2 separate regions of the Mus musculus genome follow, and region 2 is linked to region 1. The links are chromatin contacts, called in public HiCAR-type maps. All regions are on one chromosome and are shown on one strand. The core of a region is the stretch at or near the end of the contact, and the rest is flanking DNA. Distances in the headings are between cores, read along the strand shown.

Region 1 (6,621 bases), core at 832-3,331:
CACTGTCTCCTTAGTCCTGTGTTCTAGAAGACAGCAGATTAACCAACGTACTGCATCCACATCCTTACTAAGGTATGTCTCTACTAGACACATATAGAATAGTTGGCTTTGTGTAATAGTACTGTTTCGATAATATGGTTAACTTAAAAATATCATAAGTAATTTTAACTAGAAGAACATAAATTATATTTTATTTGGATCACCCATTCTTTCTCACAGGAGTAATTTATGGTGCCTCCTTCGCGTCTTCCCAAGTCTGTTTTCTCAGTAGCTCAGGTTCCCTTTCCTGCTTGGTTATCACAGGTTGGCTGGTAGAGTCTTTGGCCCTTCACTGCTGTCTGATCAGCCTCTCTGGTTTTCCATTTTCTTCTCTGCTTTGGTAGCTCTCCGGCTTTTCCTTTCCATCTCACTGATATTTCTCTCCCCTCACCCCGATTTCTAGCGCTTTCTATCTCTACTTTGCTTGCTTTTCCTTACTTTAGTCACTGGTGTTTTCTTTAAGGAAGATTGACACTTTTCATAGGTGATAGGAGGGGTAAACCCTCCACTTACCCCACTGTCGATGAAGCCCCTGCTTCTACAGCACCTAGCCGGTTGGATGGGGCAGAGAGTGCCAAATTATTGGGAGAGCACAAGGATTCCCCAAGGCTTTCCCAATACCAACTCTTTTTCTAAGGAGATGGGATTTGGTTCCTAAGTTCTACCACAGAAGATACCAAGATTTAGGGTTTTATCAACAGAAGCGTGGATATTTGTACTTTTTAATACTTGAACACCATCATACGCATAGAAAGTTGGAAAATAAATGTAGTCACTTAGATGAGGGGGTCATAGAATTTTAGAGATGGGTTTTTGAACATTTTAAATAGCATGTTAGTGTGAATGTGTAATCAGGTATTGCCTACCCAGAGGTAGCCAGTGGCTATGAGATGAAGGACAGGCTCAAGGCGTGAAGAAGACAGGGATTAGAGAGCAGCCAAAGGCAATGAACGCAGAATGACTGGGTCACTTGTGATGCCTGTGGGACCATGTCAGAGAAGAAAGCCACCACCAGCATGAAGGTGGGCATGTGGGAGTGTTGGACCAGGTATGCCAGAGATTATGTTCCCACACTCACAACTTCAAGTCCCTAATTCCTGGAAAAGGGGACTGTAAAGGAAGACATGGATCAGCAAGCATTGTAAGTTCCCTGTGTGGGGAAGGATATATAACTCAACAATCAAACAATGTAACTCAACAGTCATTCTTGTCATTTATATTTATCATTCATTCATCAGTGAATTGTTAAGCTCTTACTATGTATGGGACATTATTCTTACAAGAGAATAAAAGAGTTATAAAGTGGTATCTGTCTTTGAGAATCTTTCATTTTAATGTATGAGGTAGATAATAAACCCTCAAACACATATACTCCTACTATTACTATTTTAACCAGTAATAATAATGACTAATACCCATATGACAGTCTTAATTGCACAATAGGTAATATATCCTATTCAAGGTACCATGTCCTAGGTAGCAGGCTATCTGATAAGAAGTAAAGGCCAGCAGATGCTGTATAGATAATAAAGGCCATTGGATGTTATGGAAACATTTTGCCAATGACGATGCTGTATAATTCAAAGTAGCAATACAGTTTTTGGAAGCTGAACTCTTAGATGTAAGTAAGTTACACTATTTATATTGGAACTCAGATATTCTCTCTTTCAAACAGGGATAATAAAGTTAGTTACATAGGTTTGTATAATCATAAAGTCAGATCACATTCCATAATGTGTGATATCTCACATAGTCCCGGCATATAGTAAATGTCAAAATCAAACACTAAGATGTGAAGCTCAGTGATAGCAAAAAAGAAAATTTGCTTGTGGCTGGATGTTTCTAGGAGAAGAAAGAACTTTCTTCAAGGATCTAGTGATCCAGACCGAGGAGGAGTATAAAGGAGACAGAGCCTTCCAAGGGAAGCTACTGCTAAGAAATCGCCATTTCCAATAGAAGAGGCAGAGGCAGTCCAGTCCATTCAGTCCCGCCCCAGGGGAGCGCAGGAGGTCAGACCATTCAGTCCCGCAAGTCCTGGAGCTCAGGGCTGGAAGGTAGAGAGGGGGCCAGACCACATCCAGCTGGTTGATTCTGGGTTCACCTGGCAGTGGACAGCAGGCTCTTTATACAGAGGTAAAGAGGAGGACTTGGCCTTCCTTTGTGTTTGTAAAGCCTCATAATCCTCTCTTGTGCTCTCTGCAGACTCACTCCATCCAGCAGGAACCGAGATGAGATGTCCTACTACTGTAAAATGAAAAAAAAAAAGTGTTCACAATGTGGGTTTTATTTTCTTTTTCCTACAATCATGTTCTAGGTTTATCAACAGTTCAGCTTCATGATGAACAATCCAAACTGGGCCAAGTTGATGTGAAGGCTAGCTCTAAGGGCATGGTTTTGTTGATTATTTGGTGTAGGAGAAAAACATGGGTTTCATAATGGCAGGATAATAAGAATTACCATCATCATCATCATCATTATTGTCAAAAAAGGGACCTTCAGAACCTTGACCTTTTCTCAAAGAGAAAGTAAAAGTTTGTTAATGCAGAACCAGGGCGTATGTGGGAAGGACCGGTAGTGGTCATGGCTGGAAAATAAAGGCAAATGGAGTTTGTGCTAGATTTAGCAAATACTGTCTTCTATCATTTTTAGAAATTCATTTAGCCTGTTAGGTAGCCTCCTGAAAACGGTAACTGGGGATAATTGGGGTCATAATACCAGTAGATTAGACTGTGATATCTTTGTCAGTGCTGACCTCTAACTCATACAGGTCATTTAATCAAGAGAAGATGAGTTAATGGTGTAACTTTATGGAGGTGGGCGGCAGACCTCAATGTAAAATTTATATTATAATGTATATGCAAATTTAACACATCTGATACTCCTAATAAAAAATGTTTAGAGAGAACTACTCTTTCAGTATATTCTTGTTATAGTTTAGTACATGTGAGAAACATACAGGGAAGTCCTGGGGAAATGCAGGGCCCATGTATCGTTATAATTAAGGCCCATTTATCATGATAAGTATCCACATGTTTCATGTGAAATCTTCCATTAAATACCAGAAAGATGATTAATAGTCGGAACCATTAATGTGGCAACTTGGATTCTGTCCTTATTCTGCAAGATACCCAGTGACTACTATGGATCTTTCTAAATGACATGAAACTAGAACTCCCAGTTGTCATCTTGGGTTTTGTATTTTCACTAGGCTTAGTTAAAATGCTTGATCCATTTTAGTTAATCAGACTTTCAGAGATAACATTGTATGGTACCCGTCATGGCTGATGCTTACAAGTTGCATTGCATAGCCTTAAATATAACAAGTACTTAATATAACTGAGTAGGTAGATGCTCAGTAAATATGCGTGTCTGTCAACAGACCACCTCAGTGTAGTCAGCACTCTCCTGTTTTATTAGAAGTCCCTGTGCTTTGACCTATAATCGATGGAGAACCAGGAACCTATAATTGATGGAGAATCAACATTTGATAGCGCTCTAAAGCATGGGCCTGTCAGCAGGGTTACAAGAGGCTCTGAATAGAAAACACACAGAGAGAAGATGGCTACATTTAAAGAAAAAGGGGGGGCTTCAGAGCCACTTATCAGTGCACTTTGAAATTGGGATACAGAGGAGATTGCTTCCCAGACACACTTCAGAATCTCTCAGCAGATGTCTTAGTCAGGGTTTCTATTACTGCAACAAAGTACCAGGACCAAAAAGCAAGTTGGGGAGGAAAGGATTTATTCAGCTCACACTTCCAGATCATAGTCCATCACTGGAGGAAGTCAGGACAGGAACTTAAGCAGGGCAGGATACTGAGGCAGGAGCTGACACAGAAGCCATGGAGGGATGCTGCTTACTGGCTTGCTTCCCATGCCTTGCTCAGCCTGCTTCCTTATAGAACCCAGGACCACCAGCCCAGGGATGGCACCACCATGGCCAAGGACCTCCCCCATGGATCACTAATTGAGAAAATGCCTTATAGATGGATCTCATGGAGGCATTTCCTCAACTGAGGCTCCTTCCTCTCTGATGACTCTAACTTGTGTCAAGTTGACACAGAAAGCCAGCCAGTACAGTAGGACAGAGGGACATGCATGCAGCATTTGAGCGGAGATTATCACCTCTTCAACACTGAATAGTTTAACAATGGTTTTTCAATGTTTTTGATATGGCTGAAGTAAATCAAAGCATCTTTCCCTATTTTGAAAGTGTCAAAATATTTGAATAACTGTGTCCTTCTAAAACAGCATAATGTGAGTCTGGGTATTTAACAACAACAACAACAACAAAAATCTCTTATCTGAAAGAGTTCTATCGTAAATTGAAAAAACACCATTTTGGCTTGGAAGAGTCACCTCAGCCTATAGTTACTCAGTACTTGGTACAGTTGACTCTGAGCCATTTTATGGTTGTTGTTAAATACATGAAGAAATTTAATGAGCTATAAAAAGCAGGAGAGTCTTCATTCCTTTGGGTTTGGGGGAGAATAAAAACACACACAATCTCTTTCATTTCTTTTATGTATTAAAACCCACCTTCTCTGACATCAATATCACTTTAGCTGACTCTGTTGCTGCAAATCATGTTCTCTCCACCTTCGTCAAGGTCATACCAGGCACGATGACCCTGTACACAGCATAGAATGCCTCCCTAGGGTCTTCTTCCTATCCCACTGTGATGGAAAGTGTGTCCTGAAAGTTCACATACCGAAGTCTTAGTTCTCATCTCATGGTTTTTTTTTTTTTTTTTTTTTTGTGAGATGACTGGATCCAGAGGGTGCTAACTTTAGCCACAGGTTAGGCCCTGGCCAGTCACCTTTAGCTGGATGGCTATTAGAAGGTACCATCCAGTTGCAGGAAGGAGGTCAATGGGTGTCTGCCTTTGAAGGGTGTACTTTGTTCCTGACTCTTGGTCTTCCTGCTTCCTGCCTGCTGTGAGTGAAGCAGCTTTCCTGCCTCCCCCAGCACGATGTATCACGTTTCTTCCTTACTATAGACTTCAACTCAAAGGAGCCAGCCAGTGTATAATGAAGGCCATGAGACCATTATCCAAGGTAATCTTTCTTCCTTCAAGGTGTCTTCTCAAGCATTTCGTCATGGCAACAACATCTTACTTGTGCATCCTTGTGCTGAATGATGGCTCTGTGATACACTAACAGAATTCCTAGCTTCACTTCCATGCCCAGGCCTTGATCAGCACCCTACCCACCACTGTTTGACTTTCTGTTCTTAGTGCTGTGATGGAGCAGCTGACAAAATAACTTAAAAAGCATCATGCTTGCTTGGGTTTATGCTTTAAGAAGTGATACAGGGAGCTAGAGAGATATCTCCATGGTTAAGACCATGTGCTACTCTTTCAGAGGACCTGAGTTCAGTTTCTAGCATCCACATCATGTGGCTCGCAACTTCCTATAACTTCACCTCCAGGTATCCAACGCCTCTGGCCTCTGCAGACACCAGCACTGAGGAGTGCATGCCCAAACACACACACACTGCTAAAAATAACTTAAGTAAAGACTTTTTGAAAAATAAATGGTATAGTCAGTCTATCATAGCAGAGAAGGCATACAGGCCATGAGTATGAGCTGGTTGGTCATATTTTATACGTAGTTAGGAGGCAGAGAGAAAGAGGAATACCTCCTTTTTAAAATTTCAGTTTAGAACCATAGTATATGGTTTACACTCAGGATAGATCTTTTCTCCTCAGTCAAACCTCTCTGCAAACACTCTTGGAGGCATATCCAGAGTCCCACTTCCTGGTGATTTACAAGTCCAGCCATGTAAACCATGAAGATTTGCCATTATACCCACATACTATAGTTGATCTCTTCCTTTCAATTTCACTGTGAGTTTCAGCTCCTTGTGTTGGTTGTACAAGTTCTCATAGGTTGAGTTGGTCACTCTCGTTCAATGTTTTCAATCTAAGCCTTCAGACCCAGTCTTCTAGGTCTCAAACCAAATGCAAAAGTTGTGTGAACTTAAGACCCAGACCAGTTCCTGCCACTCAGCTGATGACGAAGTGGCCTAGACACCCAGCATGCCTTAGGTGCAGGTATAACGGACTGAGATGTTCCTTCTGGAAGCTTCTCCATGCCTCCTTAGAAAGACACAGAGCTTGAGATTTCAGACTTCTGATCCCTGATTAGTGAGTTGAAAAGACAAGGAAAGCCCCAGCTTCAGCAAAGTTTCCCAGGATGTCATGGCATTCATTGCTGCTCCACAGTGAATAGCTGAACACAGACCATAGACCGGGATCTGAGCTTTTCAACCAGAGGACGGTTAAGTCTCCATACTGGCATTCAGAAACACACTGGTAAATAGAGCCACCCTGGCCTTTCCTTATTGATAGGAATGTCAATAGTTTTCAGGTCTGAGGGAGGGTTTAGCCTCGGTTGTTCACACTGGGAGGAAATGGAGCCAGCCCTAGCCAGTGACATGTGTAGAAAGAGGTCTAGACTGGAATCTAGAGCCCAGAAGGCCTGCTGTGGCCTTTTGCAGTCCTTGTTTACAGTGTTTTCCTGATCACTGTTTCAGTGCTCACTGTAGCTCTGAGGCTCTCTAGAGACTGGGGGAAGGATAA
Region 2 (6,075 bases), core at 2,383-4,882, 400 kb after region 1:
CTGGGGATCAAACTCAGGTCACCAGGCTTAAAGGCGAGCACCTCCCCGCTCTGAGCCGTTTCCTGGGCTCATCATACACATGCTTGAAAATGCTCTTCAGGGGTGGGGTTGGCTGACAGTTTAACTTTGTAACATGTACGTTGTCAATCGTCTTAATGTAAATGCTGGCAACGTGGTTCCGTAACTGTTTTATAACTGTTATTTATTTATTTTAGTATTTGAAGTGCATTTCCTCCGAACTACAAAATTGTGATATACTGTTGATATTGTACAACTAACTTATGGTGTAAGTGGTTCATGCATGCATGTGTGTGTGTGTGTCTGTGTGAGCGAACACATGCAATTGTAGCTTATTTTTAAATAGTAGAAAAAGCAAAAAAGGTTTACAGAGGTAATCTCATTGCAAAGCATAAGATAATAAAATAACATATTTTATACAGTTTATAATATAATTGCTGAAAAGCACGTACATTTATTTAGTTAGATTTCTGTTTTAAATGTAAGGTTCTGGGATAAGAAGTTTTACTCTCCCCCCAGAAAAGCCTTTCAAAGGCTTAAAATCTATGGGTCTTGCCAAGAGAATCTTCATATTCAAATCTAAGTTATGTACAACTTACAGTAACTGTCATGGGAATTCCTTTTATAGAAGAAATTTATTTTTTAAAAGATTGGAAAATTACTGCCTTATGTTTGGAGTTATTAGTTTTTTACAGCGTGGTTATAAAGACATCTCTCTCTCATCTATGCTAATGTTACTTCAGAGCCAAACACTATCTAGGGCAGCATTCTGGAGAAGAGGTACTCCCTACTTGTGCCTCAGTATTCTCTTGGAAGCTTAGCAAAGGAGAATTCACTCAAAGGCATCCTCTAAAACTGGAGCATGTGGGTCCTAACTGCTGGGTGAAGCTGCAGAGGTGAGAGAGAAATGGAAGCAAGCACTCTGCCTTCAGAAGTCTGAAGGGAAAAGAAAATAGCAGAGTGAAGACAGAAAAGACAGCAGGAATCCCACTGGACAAGGCAGGGACCAGAGGAAGGCGCTTCAGACCCTGTTTGACAGTGCGAACCCTTCCCTGTATTTAATGCTGTGCTTGGTATCAGAATCACTGTAGCAGGTCCCTCCACCTTTAAAGGACTCTTGTAGGCAGGCTGCTTAGATCGGCTTATCATTCCTCCCCCATATCCCCAAGATAAATTGTGTGTATCAGTTGCATGAGTACTGCCTGGGTTATTACAGTAGTGAGCTTAAATTTTTTTTGGCCTTAGTCTATCCGCCTTTTGGTTTCCAGTATCTGCGGATGGGCCTAGCTATTCTCTTTGTCTTTCACAGTATGAATTCTGTTTTGTCTGCAAGTGGTATATAAACCTGTGCATGCATTTCAAGGTGTAACGGCACCTCTGTGCCTATGTCCACCTTCAGAAATAGGATGTAGTGTGTAAGGCTAGCTACGTGGCCATTTCACCTAAGACTTTTCTCATTTTTACCATTTTTACCATAAGGAATAAGGAAAATAGATAAACTTTTGTCACAGAGGAAGCCATCTTCTTCCAAGTCTGTAACAGAAGATAGATTAATTAAAAAGACAGAGCAGACTTGTTTAACTGAAGTTTTACCTGGCATGGGAGAAGCTTCCGAAATGGGACCAAAAAGGCTCAGGAGGCTGCATGCTTCTGTATGCAGAGCCTGAAGTTTGTAGCAGTAGAGGACCCAAGTGGATGGCATGGTTATGACCAGTGCACTGGGGGCATAAGACGGTCTGCTGGTCATACTTGCTCTGGTGTCCTTGTAAGGTCTTCTTTGCCTCTTTGTCCCCAAGCATGGAGTAGGATGACCTGTCACATGAGGATTTTGGGAAAGAAGGGAGAGTCAGTGAGTAATCTGGTTTTATGACCCACTAGCCAGAAAACGGGAGAGGAGGCTAGACCTCGTTTCTCCAAAAGCGAGAGGAAGCTGGGCTTCATTTCTCTGTTCACTGCTAAGGCAGCATCCTGTTTGCTTGTGTGCAGGGCTTGTGTTCTGTCTGCCCTTCAGTCTGCTAGCCTCTGAGAAGACTCAGACCTCTGGCTTCTGTTAGAAACTACGCAAAAGTAGAAGAGTGAAATCATTTTAGAGGGACTCTTTTTACTAAATTATTGTTTTCTTATCTTAATGTAGAAAAGTCCCAAATACACACAAGTAGATTGAGTTCTGCTTGGGAAACTGGATTGTGTTTCTATTTGGAGGCATTAGGTTGTTGTCTTGCCTAATAAAGGATTACGTTAGCATGCTTGTTTTCAAATAGAAACATAATTGAGGTTTTTAATTATATAGTGTTTATGAGGTAGAAGGATTTTAGACTCCTTTGATAATAGACACATGAATTCCAAATACACTTTAAAGAAACATTTTGATTTGGAGTATAGAAGTGTGTGTATAGTTTCGTCAATGGGGCTGGTGTCCAGATCTTTGTAAAGGAGATTTAAGAGGTGTCCCCTGAGCAAAGATCTTTATTATGTCTGGTGAACTCTTTTTAAGTCACAGGTGAAGGTCATGACTACCTGAGTGTATTTAAAAAAGGTTTTCTCACTGCTTGGAAAGCAAATGAAGCCCTCATTACCAGCTTTGTACGTGTAGCTCGGAGCTTTTTGCTAGAGGTGAAAGGTCAAGATCATGGCAGTCCAGGTGGAGAGGGAGAGTTCAGTCCCTGGCTTATCAGGGTTATTTTGCATTATCAGTGGGGAGCCACCTTTGCTAATGCAGCGCTCTATGAAGATGACGTTCTTTGAAACATTTATAAAGGCAGTCAGAGCAAATCTGATCCACTCAGGGAGGGAAGCCTGTCCGTCAGTCACTGCCCTTAGCAAGCAGAGTACCATCCATCCCTTACTTTCTCCTCCTGTCAGTGGGGCAGCCTATGCTTGGTTCAGTGGGTAGTGGGCTAGTGGCATGTGGGAAGAAATGAGATAAGTGTTGCACCTTCTTACAAGCTGCCAACTGTGTACGCCTGCAGCTGTGTGCAAGCCCTCAGCTGTGTGCAAGCTGCCTCTTGCACTCATTTTAGTGGGGCACTAATTTCCCTTGGATGACAGGACAGCAGTGGTAGCAGCACACGGCTTTCTGCCTCGTCTCTGCCCTCCTCGCCTTTAGCTTTAGCTTTAGCACACCTTCAGGCCCTGATTGGATTCTTAGGAGCACCAGAAAGAGCTGACTGGTTCCAATGTAAGCCGTTGTAAATGTGGTTAAATATACGTTCTCAAGGTTTTTAATCTACCTCAGGCTTTTCTCACTTAAGTCCAATGCCTTTCAGTCTATCTTCCATTCTCCCGAGCAGGCAGAAGAATCCAGTGGACAAAATGGTGTCCGGCCGCCAAGAATCAGTTCGGTCCTACGTGGCTTCAGCCTTTGATACCATGGCCATCCCCTTACATCTTACTTCTGGTTCCTTGACACTGTTCTCTGAATTTGCTCTTTGGTGTTGTTACTTCACTTTTTCATGTTTAGCCCTTTTCCCACCTCAAGGGGAGTGGATTCCCGAGGCCTGAACTTGAAAAGAACATCAGCCAGGCCAGATTCCTGCTTCGGAGTCAATCCTGCTCTCCAGAGCTCAAGCATGTGACCTGCACCTTTGTGTAGAGCTCTACTCCGGCTGCTCTGCTCTTGGGTGGAGAGTGAGCAGGCCCAGCGTAAGGTGTGGTAATTAATGGGTTTTGAGCACTGGGTTGCCCTTGCCTTGGAATCAAGCATGCTTTGCACTCCTTTCTTTACCTTCACTATCTGCAGGTTCCCCTAAGTTCCAGACCTCTCTGACCCTTGCCTAAGCCATTCAGGGAACAATAGTAATTACATAAGCATTTCACAGATGGCTCACTTGGGCCTGACTGGTCTGCACATTGCAATGCATGCAAAGTGTGAGGGATCAGTTAAGAAAGAACCAGTATTGTTCTCCAGTCAGAGCCTGGCTGGAGGATGCCCTCCCTCCTCCTCTTCCAGAGTTTCTTGCTTTCCAGACCAGGTCTCGCTGTGTCGTTTCTACTGGCTTGGGATTCATTCTGTAGTTCAGCTGGCATTGAACTCATGGTCCCAGTGTCTCAGTACTCTCAGTGCCGAGAGTACTGGGCTGCATTGCACGCCCAGCTCTATTACTTCTGGAATTGATTAGTTATTTCTCCAGTGAAGTGAGCCAGTTCAAGCCAGGTAAAGGGAGGCTCATTGGGATGCTGCTCTGAGACAGTGGAGTTCACTGGCCCCAGGGAAAGAGGTCAAGGAAGTTGCTAAGGGAAGGGAGAGAAAGGAGGGGGGAAGAGAGAGAAAGCAGAGAGTGAGAAGAGAAGGAGAAAGAGAGGGAGGAGAGGGGGACCAAAATGTACACCTCTTATACTTAAGAGCCAATGGGAGAAGGGCAACCCAGCCCCTGGGCTGAAATGTTCAGGGTTGGGGACAGGGTATGGCAGGAAGGGATCTAGGGATGTTGGGAAGACCTGGAGGCCAAGTTTGCTTTGGTATATAAAATGCATCTTAGCCCTTGTCCTGGGGTCAAAACCAAGCAGAAATGGCTTCATTCTTCTAAATGTGCGCATCTAGTTACTCTCTTCGTTGAAAGCATGTACTGAGTGCTTGATGTGTCTTCCTTTGTGTGGTGCCTTTATAAGTGCTTCAGTTTAATAAGCAATAGACAGTGGGTAAATATTAAGATGATTAGTGTTTTAAATAAACTTACAGGATGGTAGATGTTCAACTACATTTAATAAGTTGGATAACTGCAGTTTATTAGTTAGCATGTTAGTAATATGTGTGTGTAACCTGGAATATTTATATCAGCTATCCAAGATAATATCTTCAGAGAACAAAAGGTCATAGGAACCAAATTACTCCTTGGAATATTGTTTTTAGAATTTGGAACCAGAAAGATTGAATAAACACACATGGTGTTTTCCTCAGACTCAGCACCTAGGAAGGCATCCTGGCACTGCCCTATGAATAAGCTGAAGCCCACAGGTGCCTTTTCTCTCTCAGCATAAACATTTGCTCCTAGTCTAATCCTCTTTTACATCACAGTGTCTTCATGAATCATGTTCACTGTGGTTAGTGACCATTTCAAACACCAGGCTCCTTGTCTAAGTGGAATCTTGGATCCCTTGCTGATTTGGGGAAATGCTTGTCTAAATAACATATTCTTTTAACAGTCTTATAAGTAATGATCAATTTATTATGTTGTTTGTTTAAAGATATATTTATTTATTTTATGTATATGAGTATACTGTAGCTGTCTTCAGACATATCAGAAGAGGGCATTGGATTCCGTTACAGATGGTAGTGAGCCACCATGTGGTTCCTGGGAATTGAACTCAGGACTTCTGGAAGAATAGTCAGCGTTTTTAACTGCTGAGCCATCTCTCCAGCCCTTATTGTGTCTTATGATAGTTTGATTATCTTTACCTTTATGTTCAGATTCTGGGTATGCACATTTTGAAAAGTTTTTGGTTCCTGCATTTGCATATAGTTATGAAGTTGTTACTTTGGAAAATGGACTTTTTCTCAGTATTTTGCCGACTTCCTGGGTTTATGGAAATATGAAGAAGTTTAACTTCAGCAGTCAGCTCTTTCTCTTTTGGCCCTACCCCTAGCTAGCTCAGTGGCCTTGATCCTTAACTGTAGATGTTTATGCTTTGGCTCATTGCTGTGTGAATTTGTAGGCCTCCTAAACAGGCATTTTATTCTAGCTGCATCTTTCACACGAAGGGGTTTGGCATTGGCTGCTTATTATGACCACAGAAACTGTGGAGTCCTGCTTGATCTTTGCTACAGTCTTTTAAACTTACTTGCTTTCCGAAGATACCAAGTTGTATCTTTAAGTACCTAATGAGAACACCCTGTCATAAAATGTAGTGAGATTTCCAAGAGTACTCATGGTCAAGAACGCTTGGATGCAAACCAATGGCCTTAGTATATCAGGAGGGTTCCCTGAGCTGGGTTGAATCAAGTGCCAAGATATTGAACTTGTATACTATATTTAGAATTTAGTGATTTTTATTTTTAAATATTTCCCACTTGTAGAAGCTGAGTTTCCCAAAATATCGCCTTTCTGTGTAGCTAGCTCC

The links. HiCAR-type assays count read pairs that join an accessible place to other places.
Region 2: a HiCAR-type map of embryonic stem cells shows a contact between it and region 1, with 3 times the contacts expected there. The contact joins two enhancer-like sites. A contact is called at or near these places in 1 of 115 datasets of contacts at active chromatin or transcription factors (embryonic stem cells) and 1 of 9 other capture datasets (embryonic stem cells).

What each region holds. Positions count from the first base shown.
Region 1 is chr8:78,132,465-78,139,085 of GRCm38.p6, forward strand. No RefSeq gene overlaps it. Among named protein-coding and RNA genes, the nearest start is that of Gm6360, 63 kb to the left of the region's middle. Within about 2 kb of position 2,082, at least 4 of the 459 cell types and tissues checked have an H3K27ac peak or open chromatin away from gene starts, as enhancers often do. A contact at or near this core is called in embryonic stem cells, where this site is marked.
Region 2 is chr8:78,534,244-78,540,318 of GRCm38.p6, forward strand. All of the region lies in intron 4 of Slc10a7 (solute carrier family 10 (sodium/bile acid cotransporter family), member 7), which reads left to right. Among named protein-coding and RNA genes, the nearest start is that of Slc10a7, 28 kb to the left of the region's middle. Within about 2 kb of position 3,633, at least 8 of the 459 cell types and tissues checked have an H3K27ac peak or open chromatin away from gene starts, as enhancers often do. A contact at or near this core is called in embryonic stem cells, where this site is marked.